Linked DNA regions of Rattus norvegicus: region 1 is linked to region 2. Evidence: chromatin contacts called from public Hi-C data. All regions are on one chromosome and are shown on one strand. Each heading gives the region's core, a stretch centred on a gene start, on an enhancer-like site or on the middle of the called end of the contact. The rest is flanking DNA. Distances are from core to core; before and after follow the strand shown. Region 1 holds the start of mrpl11 (mitochondrial ribosomal protein L11). Region 2 holds the start of Rce1 (Ras converting CAAX endopeptidase 1).

Evidence for each region. Hi-C and Micro-C count contacts between places; a contact is called where the count stands out from the background.
Region 1: a contact with region 2 is called in a Hi-C map of kidney, with 4 times the contacts expected there. The contact joins the promoter of mrpl11 here to the promoter of Rce1 in region 2. A contact is called at or near these places in 4 of 12 Hi-C or Micro-C datasets (the A7r5 cell line, frontal cortex, kidney and 1 more).

The regions. Positions count from the first base shown.
Region 1 is chr1:211,691,802-211,697,472 of GRCr8, forward strand. It overlaps mrpl11 (mitochondrial ribosomal protein L11), which reads left to right and starts at 2,006. Exons shown (of 5, transcript NM_001006973.2): 1 at 2,006-2,204; 2 at 2,703-2,798; 3 at 3,168-3,261; 4 at 3,349-3,508; 5 at 4,605-4,866. The coding sequence starts at 2,082. The coding sequence ends at 4,710.
Region 2 is chr1:211,327,205-211,333,420 of GRCr8, forward strand. It overlaps Rce1 (Ras converting CAAX endopeptidase 1), which reads right to left and starts at 4,665. Exons shown (of 8, transcript NM_001100585.1): 1 at 4,470-4,665; 2 at 4,227-4,329; 3 at 4,051-4,134; 4 at 3,735-3,813; 5 at 3,012-3,179; 6 at 2,818-2,889; 7 at 2,491-2,553; 8 at 1,565-2,214. The coding sequence starts at 4,654. The coding sequence ends at 1,979. It overlaps Top6bl (TOP6B like initiator of meiotic double strand breaks), which reads right to left. Exons shown (of 15, transcript NM_001426986.1): 14 at 6,166-6,216; 15 at 4,769-5,221. The coding sequence ends at 4,872. It overlaps Pc (pyruvate carboxylase), which reads left to right. Exons shown (of 20, transcript NM_012744.3): 20 at 1-588. The coding sequence ends at 219.

The sequences.
Region 1 (5,671 bases), core at 756-3,255, 360 kb after region 2:
CCTTTTTTTTAAAGAATTATTTTATTTATTATATATATAAGTACACTGTAGCTGTCTTCAGATACACCAGAAGGGGGCATCAGATCTCTTTACAGATGGTTGTGAGCCACCATGTGGTTGTTGGGAATTGAACTCATGATCTCTGGAAGAACAGTAGGGTGCTCTTAACCACTGAGCCATCTCTCCAGCCCCGATGGAAGAGGATCTTAACATCGACCCCAGCCCTCCACATGTGTGTGCACACATGTGCAAATGCACCTACACACATTCACCCACATGCATGCAGAAACATGTACATTGCGCAAGCAAGGAAATGGAAGAGGAAAAGAAAACGTGGATGATTGTGAGAAGTGGTTTAGAGGAAGGTGATAGAATGCATCATCTTTCTGTCTTTCTTTCTTTCTTTCTTTCTTTCTTTCTTTCTTTCTAAACATTTATTTATTTTGTATACATCTTACAGCTTTCTGCCTGCATGTATGCCTGCAGGCCAGAAGAGGGCACCAGACCTGATTATAGATGGTTGTGAGCCACCATGTGGTTGCTGGGAATTGAACTCAGGACCTCTGGAAGAGCAGAAAGTGCTCTTAACCACTGAGCCATCTCTCCAGCCGCCCCCCCTCATAATTCTTCTCCAGCCAACCAGGCAGCCTATTATGTAGCACACCTACCTCTCTGGATTCTATCATCTTCCTCTTAGCCACCTCTCACAATCCTCCACGTTTTCTTTTCCTTTTCCATTTCCCTGTGTGTGCAATGTACATGTTTCTGCATGCATGTCCCAAAGTGCCTAACTACACAAGGGAGTGAGAACAAAGACTACAAACACCACTTGATTCAAATGCCATTCCCTAGAAAGCAAGTAATGAAATCATCTGCTTCCAATAAAAAGAAAGAGAGAGAGAAAGAAAGAAAGAAAGAAAGAAAGAAGGAAAGAGGGGCTGGAGAGATGGCTCAGCGGTTAAGAGCACCCGACTGCTCTTCCAGAGGTCATGAGTTCAATTCCCAGCAACCACATGGTGGCTCACAACCATCTGTAAAGAGATCTGATGCCCTCTTCTGGTGTATCTGAAGACAGCTACAGTGTACTTATATATATAATAAATGAATAAATAAAAAAAATTAAAAAAAAAAGAAGGAAAGAAAGAAGGAAAGAAAGGGAAGCGATAAAGTATGCCTAAGAAGCTAGTGGGAAATTAGGTCTGACTGGAATGAGGGTTCAGAGACTGCGTTTCAAAAGTGCCGGGAAAATTTCTTCCCTTTGTACAAATAGTGGTAAATGCCTTCTTGGTGCAAGTATTGTTCTAAAGCAACGTGTGTTACTGAGCTGTCACAATGATTCTGAAAGGTACCTATAGTATCCGTGGTGCCCAACATGAAATAGCTAACAGAAACAGTAACCTAACCCTAGCCCTAACTTTTTGTCTAGCTATAAATCAGGTTCATAGCTAGAGCAGCAGTCTACGTTTCGTTTCCGTCTATAATCATATTGCCTTTCATGAAAAACACACACACACACACACACACACACACACACACACACACACACACACACACACACACACACACACACACACACACACACACACACACACACACACACACACACACACACACACACGAAACAAAAGACTCAAGGGACTCCTTTGAATAACTTGCTCCATTTCAAACACTAAGATATCACTGTGTCCAGCAGATGGCAACCCAGAGCTCAGTCAACAGCAAGCGCAGGATAAAGAGCTAAAACTACAATACTACAATACCTACAATGCTGTGCGGAGACTCAAAGTCCTGATCTCCTGTTTGGCTGTCTAAGGCGATGCCTGTGGGCACTGCTGAAGGAATGTGTATACTGAAACCATATATGTTCTTGTCCTGACTTCAGAGCGCAAAGTTCAATTCATTTTTAAATTCCGTAACTCGTTTTTCAGTCGAAGAGCTGTATGCCTGAAACAAGACTGTTCTTTTTTGGCCACATTTACCCTAGCCCAACACGAGGGCCCTTGACCTCTGACCCAAAATGACAGCGCTCAGATCGTAGTTCTTGACTTCTCCGAGGCGGACTAAGGTTAAAATCCTATATCATGTCGAAGCTAAGCCGGGTCACTCGGACCCTCAAGAAGCCCGAGGCCGGCGGCGTGATCCGGTCCATCGTGCGAGCAGGCCAAGCTATCCCTGGGCCTCCATTAGGTCCCATTTTGGGTCAGGTGCGGTGTCTGGAAGCCGGCTTGGGAGACGTGGGAGAGTGCTCTGGAGCCCGGGAGGTCTCCTTTATAAACCTGTCTCCGCTATTCACACCTTCAGGCCTTAGGTTCTTGTATTACTTACGTAGCCTCTTTTGACCATCAAGTTGGCTACTTGCTGATTAAGTGGCACCTTGTGGACGAATCGCCTGGCACCCAAAGCCGTAGTTGAACCTGGGTAGAAGAAATATCGGAACACAAAAAAAATGAAGATGGCGGGGACGGGGGGACTGGAGCTCCTGGTTGATAGGAAGCCTTCAGCTCCCACACTTAACTTTGTTTTTTTTTTTTTTTTTTTGTCTTGTTTTGTTTTGTTTTGTTTTGTTTTGTTGTTTTGTTGTTTTGTTTCCGGAGCTGAGGACCGAACCCAGGGCCTTGCGCTTGCTAGGCTAGGCAAGCGCTCTACCACTGAGCTAAATCCCCAACCCCTCACACTTAACTTTGTATATGCTTTCCTCATAGCGAGGTGTCTCTATCAACCAGTTCTGCAAAGAGTTCAATGAAAAAACAAAGGACATCAAAGAAGGCATTCCCTTGCCTACAAAAATTTTTATAAAGGTACAGAGACGAATTCTCCCATATACTTCCTTGGCACTTGAAACTAGTCATCCCGGTTGCTTCTCTGTCCCTAACTTGGTTGCCAACTTCCACTTCTCATTTACACAGAAGCCTAGACCATAATTTCTCTGAACTGGCTTGATCCTGCCATATTGTGATTCTGACCTCTCATCTCACAGGGGTTCCAGAGGAGAATTGTGCTAGGAATAAAAATGACAGGGATGTGGACTGTAGATCTGCCCATCCTGCCTTCTCTGGTGTTAAAGACAACACCGCAGGAATGCAAGTTGATGGGAAGTTAAGGGACATTAGAAATGTCTTGGACCAGATAGAAAACCAAGAAATTCTCATGTATCTTTTTCTGTTAAGCCCGACAGAACATTTGAGCTCAAGATTGGGCAGCCCACTATTTCCTACTTTTTGAAGGCAGCTGCTGGGATTGAGAAGGGGGCCCGGCAAACAGGTAAGGGCTACAGGGGGCACCTGAGATTCTGATGTATCCAGAGAAATAGTGGCACTAGAAGAATGACGACCTGTTCCTTCTTCCCAGGGAAAGAGGTGGCAGGTCTGGTGAGTTTGAAGCACGTATACGAGATTGCCCGTGTCAAAGCTAAGGATGAGGCTTTTGCCATGCAAGATGTACCCCTGTCTTCTATTGTCCGTTCCATCATTGGCTCTGCCCGCTCCCTGGGCATTCGTGTGGTGAAAGAGTGAGTATCTTGAGAGGAATGGTGTACAAAGGAAACCAAGAAAGTTCTTGATTTGGGAGAAAGCCTATTGCAATGAAAAAGTCAGGTTTTTTTTTTAAATTTATAGCATATATTAGTTAAGCATATTAACTTCGTTGTGACATTTTCATACATGTCTAGCTTTCTAGCAGACTCTAGCAGAAGGATATGGAGCCTCATCTCGTTTGGATGAGTATCTCTTCTGTAGTAGACATGGCTCTGGACACCGCACAGAACCAGGAATGAACAGTGGTGCTCGGCCACTCTGGAGAAATATGTAGTCCTAAATAGAGACAGATCCATACATAGAGGCTTAGGCTAACAGGTGGTCAGTTATAAAACCAGTGGATGTCATGAGAGCAGAGAGGAGAGTTCCTGCTTTTCCCTTGTGTCATTGATGACTCTGAGGGAGGTAACATCAAAACAGCCCAGGAAAAGGAGGGTAGGAGAGCAAATGTTCCAAAAGGTGGAAAAATTGCAGGGAACAATGAGAGATAAGGTGTTGAAGCTAAGTTCGTTGTGGTTTAGGAGTCTCGTCTAGAGAGGCAGATGGGATATGGCCTGAGGGAGGGACCAGACAGAAGGGTCTTTTGAGCCAACAACCACACAAGTCAGCTGGCTTTGGATGATCTCAGGAATCGTTTCCTTGAAGTAACTTGTCAAGTAGGAGAGCATTTGGCCCAGAGCACAGCAGAGGCAGGAACTGGGTCAGTCATCACTGGTTGCTTGCTGCTGGTGTCTTTCCCTACAGCAAGGCTGGCATCAGTTGTACCTCAGGGGTGAGGTTAGAGCACAGTCTGCCTTAAAGTATGCAGCTCTGTGACTCTCTCACTTGAAGTGTTTGTGGCTCAGAGGAAGGGCTGGGAATCCTAAAGGTATAGTAGAGGCCACAGGTTCCGTAGGTCTTTAAAATAGGAGCCACAGTAGAGGATGGTAGTGTATGTGGGTTGTGGTTCCAGGCAGAGAAACTGCAGATGAGCAAAGGTAAGAAAGTTGGAAAGTCCAGGGAGGGACGTGGGCAGGGCAGCTGGGGTCTGCGCCAGGCTCCGCCCCTCACTGACCATCGCTCTTCCTGTAGCCTCAGTGTAGACGAACTGGCAGCTTTTCAGAAGGAACGGGCCGTGTTTTTGGCTGCTCAGAAAGAGGCGGATTTGGCAGCTCAGGCAGAAGCTGCCAAAAAGTGACCCCAACCTTCTACACTCTGAAGTGAGAGACTGAGAAGGGGGCCCACCGAGGAAGCTGAGCCAAAGGACTCCATGGCAACCCGATTTATAGTTTCCTGACTTCTGTACATATGCTGTGCCACAGGATCGAGCCTGAATAAACGTCCTTTGTCATAAGCTCTCAACTTCTTTCCTGAGACCCGAGATGGGGACTAACACTGACAGCTACCACTCTTCACAGGCGTGAGCTGCCCCACAGGTGAACAGGAACCTTAGCGCTTGTCTGCCTCACAGTACAGTAAGGTGGAAACAGTCACATACATGGAGCCATCTGTGTAAGGTAGCCTCCACCTGGAGCAACCCTCTCCTTAAGGCCAACATTAATGAAGGTTGGACTCCCAGCATCCTCCACCAGACCACACTTTTAAAAATTATATTTATTCATTTTCTTTTATATATGACTGTTTGTATGTATGTATGTGCACCATATACATGCTAGGTGTCTGTTAGAAGAGGGTATTGCATCCCCTGGAACTGGACTTAGGAGTAGTTTTGAACCAGTATGTGGATGCTGGGAATTGAACCTGGGTTCTCTATAAGAACAACAAACAAGGGGTTGGGGATTTAGCTCAGTGGTAGAGCGCTTGCCTAGGAAGCGCAAGGCCCTGGGTTCGGTCCCCAGCTCCGAAAAAAAGAACCAAAAAAAGAACCAAAAAAAAAAAAAAAAAAAGAACAACAAACAAGTGCTCTTAACTGTTGGGCCATCTCTCCACACCCAGATAGGCTCTCACTATGCAACTCTCAGTATCCTCAAACTCACAAGTCCTCTGCCTCCCACATTGCTGGCACTAAAGGCCTGTACCACCTACAAGGCATAGGCCCCACTTCTTAAGTATTCAACCACCTATGACATTGGGAACCCAGGCTTCAGCACATGAGCCTTTGGGGAACGAGTCATCACCCTCAGGCTCTGAGTAGATAT
Region 2 (6,216 bases), core at 3,415-5,914:
GATGTGAAGGGCCAAATTGGGGCCCCTATGCCTGGGAAGGTCATAGACGTCAAGGTGGCAGCAGGAGCCAAGGTGGTTAAGGGCCAGCCCCTCTGTGTGCTCAGCGCCATGAAGATGGAGACTGTGGTGACTTCGCCCATGGAGGGCACTATCCGAAAGGTTCACGTGACCAAGGACATGACTCTGGAAGGCGATGACCTCATCCTAGAGATTGAGTGATCTTACTCCAGACTGGCAGCCTGGCCAACCCTACCCCAAGCCTCTCAACAGAAGCTGTGCAGCCAGGGCAGGCCCAGGCAGTACCTGAGGGCTAGGCCCTTGAGGTCCTGTCCCATGGGACAGCACACACACTACCTGCAATGGCCCTCCCATTCCCTTCAGCTATTTGTCCTTGTCTTGCTGGCAGGCAGTTCTCACATATTCATCTCTTGCCAAATAAGGGTCTGCTCCTCGTGGGAGACCACAGGTGTACAGTAGGTGGCCTTGTACCTGGGAGAGGGGTTCTACCTCTGGGGGTAGAGGGAAGAAGACCTAATTCATAGGTCCTGGGAAATTTGCTCAATAAAAGTGGCCTTCCCTTGCCCTCCACACTAGGTCATGTACAGTCTACTCCACCCTAGTGGCAGTGTGGGTCTCTTTCTCTCAAACTCTCATGGGATCTAGGTCAGATCTGCTTTTTTTTCTTTAAACTCTCTAGAGCTCGGTAAAGTAGACACCCACAAGCCTGTCTGCCTAGTGTTCTCAGGAGACTTGTTAGAGCAGGCCACTGCGTACCGGCCCCTCACCTCTCAACCACCAGCTTCCACACAGGTGAGGAGACAAGAGTTCCCAGGGAGGCAGTGTATGACTATGATACTTTGTTATAACCTCGTGAGTTATGTCACAGCTAACCTTGGGGGTAGTGTCACTAGTAAATGACACATGTCCATTTGCTCACTGACCAGCTTCAGGGAGCAGGTTTCAGAACAGCCTTAAATGTAGGAGACTTAAGAGGATAGTCACATTTTTCAAAAGGCAAAGGAAAACAAACCGTTCTAGAAGTGTGGTGAGCAGGTAAGAGTGAAGTTACTTGGTAGAGTCCTTGCTACTTTCAGGGCTGTGACCTTTGTCCTGGGTTCCTCCAGGGACTGGGTGAGGCAGAGGGTAGCAGTCCATATAGAACCAGAAGCCTCTACCTCTGAGAGAGAAGCTTCCCCTTGGGTTTTGGACCCATGTCCTTGTGTAGAACGAGGCCCTGGGACCACCTTCCAACACCCTCTACCACCCTCCACCAGCTTACGGGGCACAGGCTGGAAGCTCCATCGCTGGGGCCAAAGCTATAGGTGTCCCTGGCCTAGGTAACTGTGTGCAGGCCCCACAGTGAGATGGGCTTCCACCTGGCCCCTGCTAACCCAACCGCCAGAGCTCAGCCTTAGCAGCTAGGGGCCCCTTCCTGTCCTCTACTGTTGGGACCTGCTTACCAGGCTTAACTGCCCAGGTAGTTAGGACAGTGTACATACTCCAAATGTGGCCTTGGGTCCTTACCAAAGTCGGAGTACAGAGTGCCAAAGATCTAAGACCATGCTACCCAAGTTAAATCTCTTTAATATCCCAATACAAAGTCTTGATGCAAAAAGACAATGAGAAAACCCTGGGAAGTTGGGAGGAGGGGTTTGATAAATAAACCCACCCCAGCAGCTTTTCAAGGGAGAAGGGGAGACGCAAAGGAGCTAGAGAAGCATCAATCCAAAGAGGGAGTGCACAGCTCCTAGGATTTGCCCTTGTCCCCTCACTTCCAGTTGCTGCTCATCCGCCCCATCACGAGGGGCTGCACCCTTTGGATATCTGCTCCTTTCTCTTGGTCCCTGGGATTCAACTAGCTCTGGCTTCAATCCCCTACAAAAATTCCTGAGATCTCGGGGACCCCAGCCAGCCCCTCTCTCGCAGTATTGATAAGAAGGGGCTGGAGAGCCCATCAGAGTTCACACAAGAGTGATGGTCAGGAGCACAGTAGGGTCTCTGAGGCCCCCGTTCGTTCCAAAAGCATACAAAGAGGAAGGCTGCCATAGAGCTTGGGGTCTGTCAGGGGTTGAAGCAGAAGCAGGAAGAGTCCCACACCAAGGGCATAGCCCGCCAGCAGTGGCCACTTCTGTGGATGCTCCAGGGCTGCACACACAGCAGGGAAGCCCATGTAGTTGCAGAAGGAGTGGCAGAGAACCGGCCCTATCAGGTGTCCTGGAGAGGGGAGATGGTGCAACATGTGAAGCAGCCCCACCACCATTAGCCCTTCTAAAGTTAGTGACCCTTGTCTCCTGAACAGGAACTCAATGACCCCCTACCCCACACACTGGTCTGCCCCCATGTTATAACCTCTGCTTCTACCTCTCGGATCTTAAAAAGCTTAGCCTGTCTCTAGAACTGTAGTAGAAGAAACAGTTGTGTCCACAGTATCCCCCTTCTCCCACCCACATCTGTGGGCCCCTGGAGACCCATGAAAGGCCGAGGACCAACCTGTGCGGATGAAGAGGAAAGCCGTATAAGCACCGAAGACAGCGGTGTAGGAGAACTGGAACGCTGGAGACGGAGGCTGCGAGTGACCACACCTGCATGCCCACCCTACCCCAGTACTGCACACCCCACAGTCAGAGACCACCCTTTCCCCTTGGCAGTGGCTGCCTGCCCGTTATCTGTGGCTGCTCTCTGTACCCCACCTTCCATAATCAGTGGGCCCCATCCAATACTTATAGTTCTGTCTCCAACCCTTTCTGAGGAGTGTCTGTGAGGGGTATCCTAACACCCCGACCCTTGGCTGTCCCTGGGCAGCTCTCCAGGCCTCACCTGCAGACAAGAAGATACTTCCCACACTGCTTTGGCGGAAGCGCAGCTGCTCAATAATGTGGTGAAAATGGGCTGGGAGGAAGGTGAAAACCACATCATATTCCTCTGGCTTTCTACCTAGCTGTCCCCCTCACCCAAAGCCCCATTTTTAGCCTTCATGCTGGGAACATTGTTGCTGGACAGGTTAGACTCACCGACTCCAAAAAACAGTGGGCAGGTGAACACAGCAGGGCCCAGACCTGTGCATGGTGCTAGCATGGGCAGCATACAAGCCCGGAACACCAGCTCCTCTGTCAAGGGTGCTATAACTTGGTTTCGTAGCCAGCGCATGTCTGTGAGGCGGCGGGCCCAAGAACGAGGGGCTAGAATAAATATTCAGGATAAGCAATGAGTGCCTAGTTACTAGAGACCCCTAGGACCCTCTCCCACAGATTTTTTTTTCTTTTTCTTTTTTTCGGAGCTGGGGACCGAACCCAGGGCCTTGCGGTTGCTAGGCAAGCGCTCTACCACTGAGCTAAATCCCCAACCCCCCTCTCCCACAGATTTACTCTGACCAAACTCAGTTTGGGAAATCCTGAGAATCAGAATGGGGAAGGGAACAAGCCTTATCAGACCGAATTACAATGTCTTGAGATGACTGACAGTAGTGAGGGAAAGCGGCAGTAGAGGAGGAAGTCAGTCAATTCCAGAGGAACCCAAATTTAACCAATCAAGTACTGTTTTGAGTCTAGAAAGGCCTCCATGAGTATCATAAACTTACAGGGTACCCAGCAATATAATCCATTTTACTGATGAGGAAACACATCCTGAGAGGTGACATCTCACCTCTTCAGTCCAGATCACACCATCTCACTGACTCCTTTCCCCAGTGTTCTGGACTGCCTGTGCCTACCTTTTGCTCAGTCTTGAAGACTCACCCAGGACAACCTTCAGCCCATCTGTCAGGTCACACGGGCAATCCATACAGAGCTGCATCAGTGGACCCAGGAAAAGGATCTGGGGGAGAAAAACATCAAACGAAAGCCGTTATCCAGTGACCTTGCTCACACCTGCGCCCTTGGTCACCCTCATGAGACCTCAGGTTTCCTGAGCTCTAGGATTTCTCAGCCATGCACACCAGGGGCTCAAGGGCCACATCATAATTCCTGTCTGCCATCTGCCAAAAACTGGACACAAGACGGACATGCCATTACACTAGTGACAACAGAGTAGGAAAACTAAAGCAGGACTCACCATAGTTAGCAGCAGGGGCAGCAGAGCTGCTGGAAAAATGCCCTCCAGCCTGAAGCCCATCAAGGTAAGCAGTGATGTGCCTGGCTGAGCCACAGGAAAGGGGGTATCAGTGATGTTCCCTCCCACAAAAATCTGGATTCTTTCCCTAGTTGCCCTGTGCCCCGCCTCCTTCGCACCTGGATGCCAGTGAGTTCCCTCCAGAGCAGCACGCAAAGTGGGGACAAGCTCGATACTACCAGGACACTGGTGAAACGCCGCTTGATAACAGCGGGGTGGTCCCTAAGAAAAGGGACAATAAGTTCCGGGGGGGCCTGTAGCAACCATTTGCCAACGCAGCCCCACCCCCGTCCAGCCCAGGCTCCGCCCGCAGCCCCGCCTCACGAGGGCGCGGATTCCGTCCGCGCGCGCATCCCCCGCACCTGGGCAGCTCGCTCTTCCACACGTAGAGGCTGCCCACGTAGGAGCAGGCGAGGCTGAAGCAGGAGAACACAGACACCCAGCAGCACAGCCCTGGGCCCGGGCTGCTCAACGCGGCTGACTCGGGCTGCCGCTCTGGCCGCGATACCGACAGTAAACGCAGCCCGTCCCCGCCCAGCGCCGCCATCACGCCCAGACCCGTGGCGCGCAGCAGTGACGCGACGGCGCGGGTGACGTCAGGCGGCGGCGCGAGTTGTCCGGTCCTCCGGACGCTCCTCCCCTTGCACTGTAGTTGACACTGTGTGCTTGGAGCAGCTTTATTGAAATATATAACACACGCGTCCCGGGCTTCCTTGCCTTGCTGTGAGTCTCAGGAGCGGGCGCTTAGGACCTGTGTCCCGGACTCAGCCACTCGGACAGGTTGGAGACCTCCTGTAGCCACAAGTCCTGCGGGAGCAGCGGAGGCGGTGGTGAGGGCCCGGCGGCGGTAGCTTAGGCCCGCACCCGCCCTGTGCTCCCTGCGGTACCTCCAGGCCGCCCAGAGGGCTCGCTGCGTCTGCCGCCTGAACTCCGTCGTTGGCCACTTGGGTCTGTGATCCTCTAGCAGTGAGGGAGGCCTCGGTAGGATCGCAGTCGCGCGTGACGGATTCTGGCGGGCTCAGGTCCCTGGCTGGGCCCAGAGTTCGCGATTCTTCCCTGCCCTGGTTGGGGCTGCTCCTCTTGAGCCTCTTGTTTTCTGCTTGCCCGCTAGATTCTAGGAGAAAACAAGCCCATTTCATATTGCTCCGGAAGATTGCCAATGCTACGGAGACTGTTGGGGCAGGGGCATAGTTCTAATTTAACCCTCCCCCTCCATCCTTCCAGATGAAAACATTTCAGTGCCTGACCTTCCTTAGCGCGCCCACGATAGAGGGCATCTAACTTTCCACACAGACTGGGTGATATATATGCCAAGTTACTCTCTGAAACCAAGCTTTCCTTCGGGCAATAAGCAACTAAGTCTCTGTCTGGAATTGTTCTAGGCAGTTGCTACAGAGGCAGCTTTTTGTTGTTGTTTAGACAGACTCTCATGAAACTCAGGGGAGACTTAAACTGATCATCTTGCTTCTTCCAGCCAAGTGCTGGGATCAGACACTCATGAACATGTTGTAGCTCAGTGGTTTTCAACTGTGGGTTGCGTATCAGATGCTTACATTATGGTTCATAACAGTGGCAAAATTACAGTTAAGTAGCAATGAAGATAATTTTATGGTTGGGGACCACCACAACATGAGGCACTGTATTTAAAGGGTGGCAGCATCAGGAAGGTTGGGAACCACCATTAGCTTATCTGTAATAACTTGCGGAAGAACAAACAGGAAGAAGGATCAAACTCAGGGTATTGATAGTCAAGACTCTCACTGAGCTACACCCCCAACCCCTCAGGGGCAAATTTACAGTCTTGCCTTGGCTGGTTCCTCCTGGCAGGGCCCTGGGGATATCAGTGAGTCACCTGTCTCTGGAAAAGCTAATGTGCTCATATTAAGTACAACGCACATCTTTCTCCTGTCATGCAGCTTTACAGTAGGGCTGCTACTGCTCCTCCAAGACCCTCAGTCCCCATGGCTGAAGTGGAATGGGATAGTTGGATCACTCCAGACCATGAATTTTATTTCTCTGGTTTCAGTCCAGGACTTACCCCAAAAGCTAGAGACTTACCTGCAGGGAACTCTAGACCAATATTCTTGTGCTGGTCTTTGGTGTTCTGGG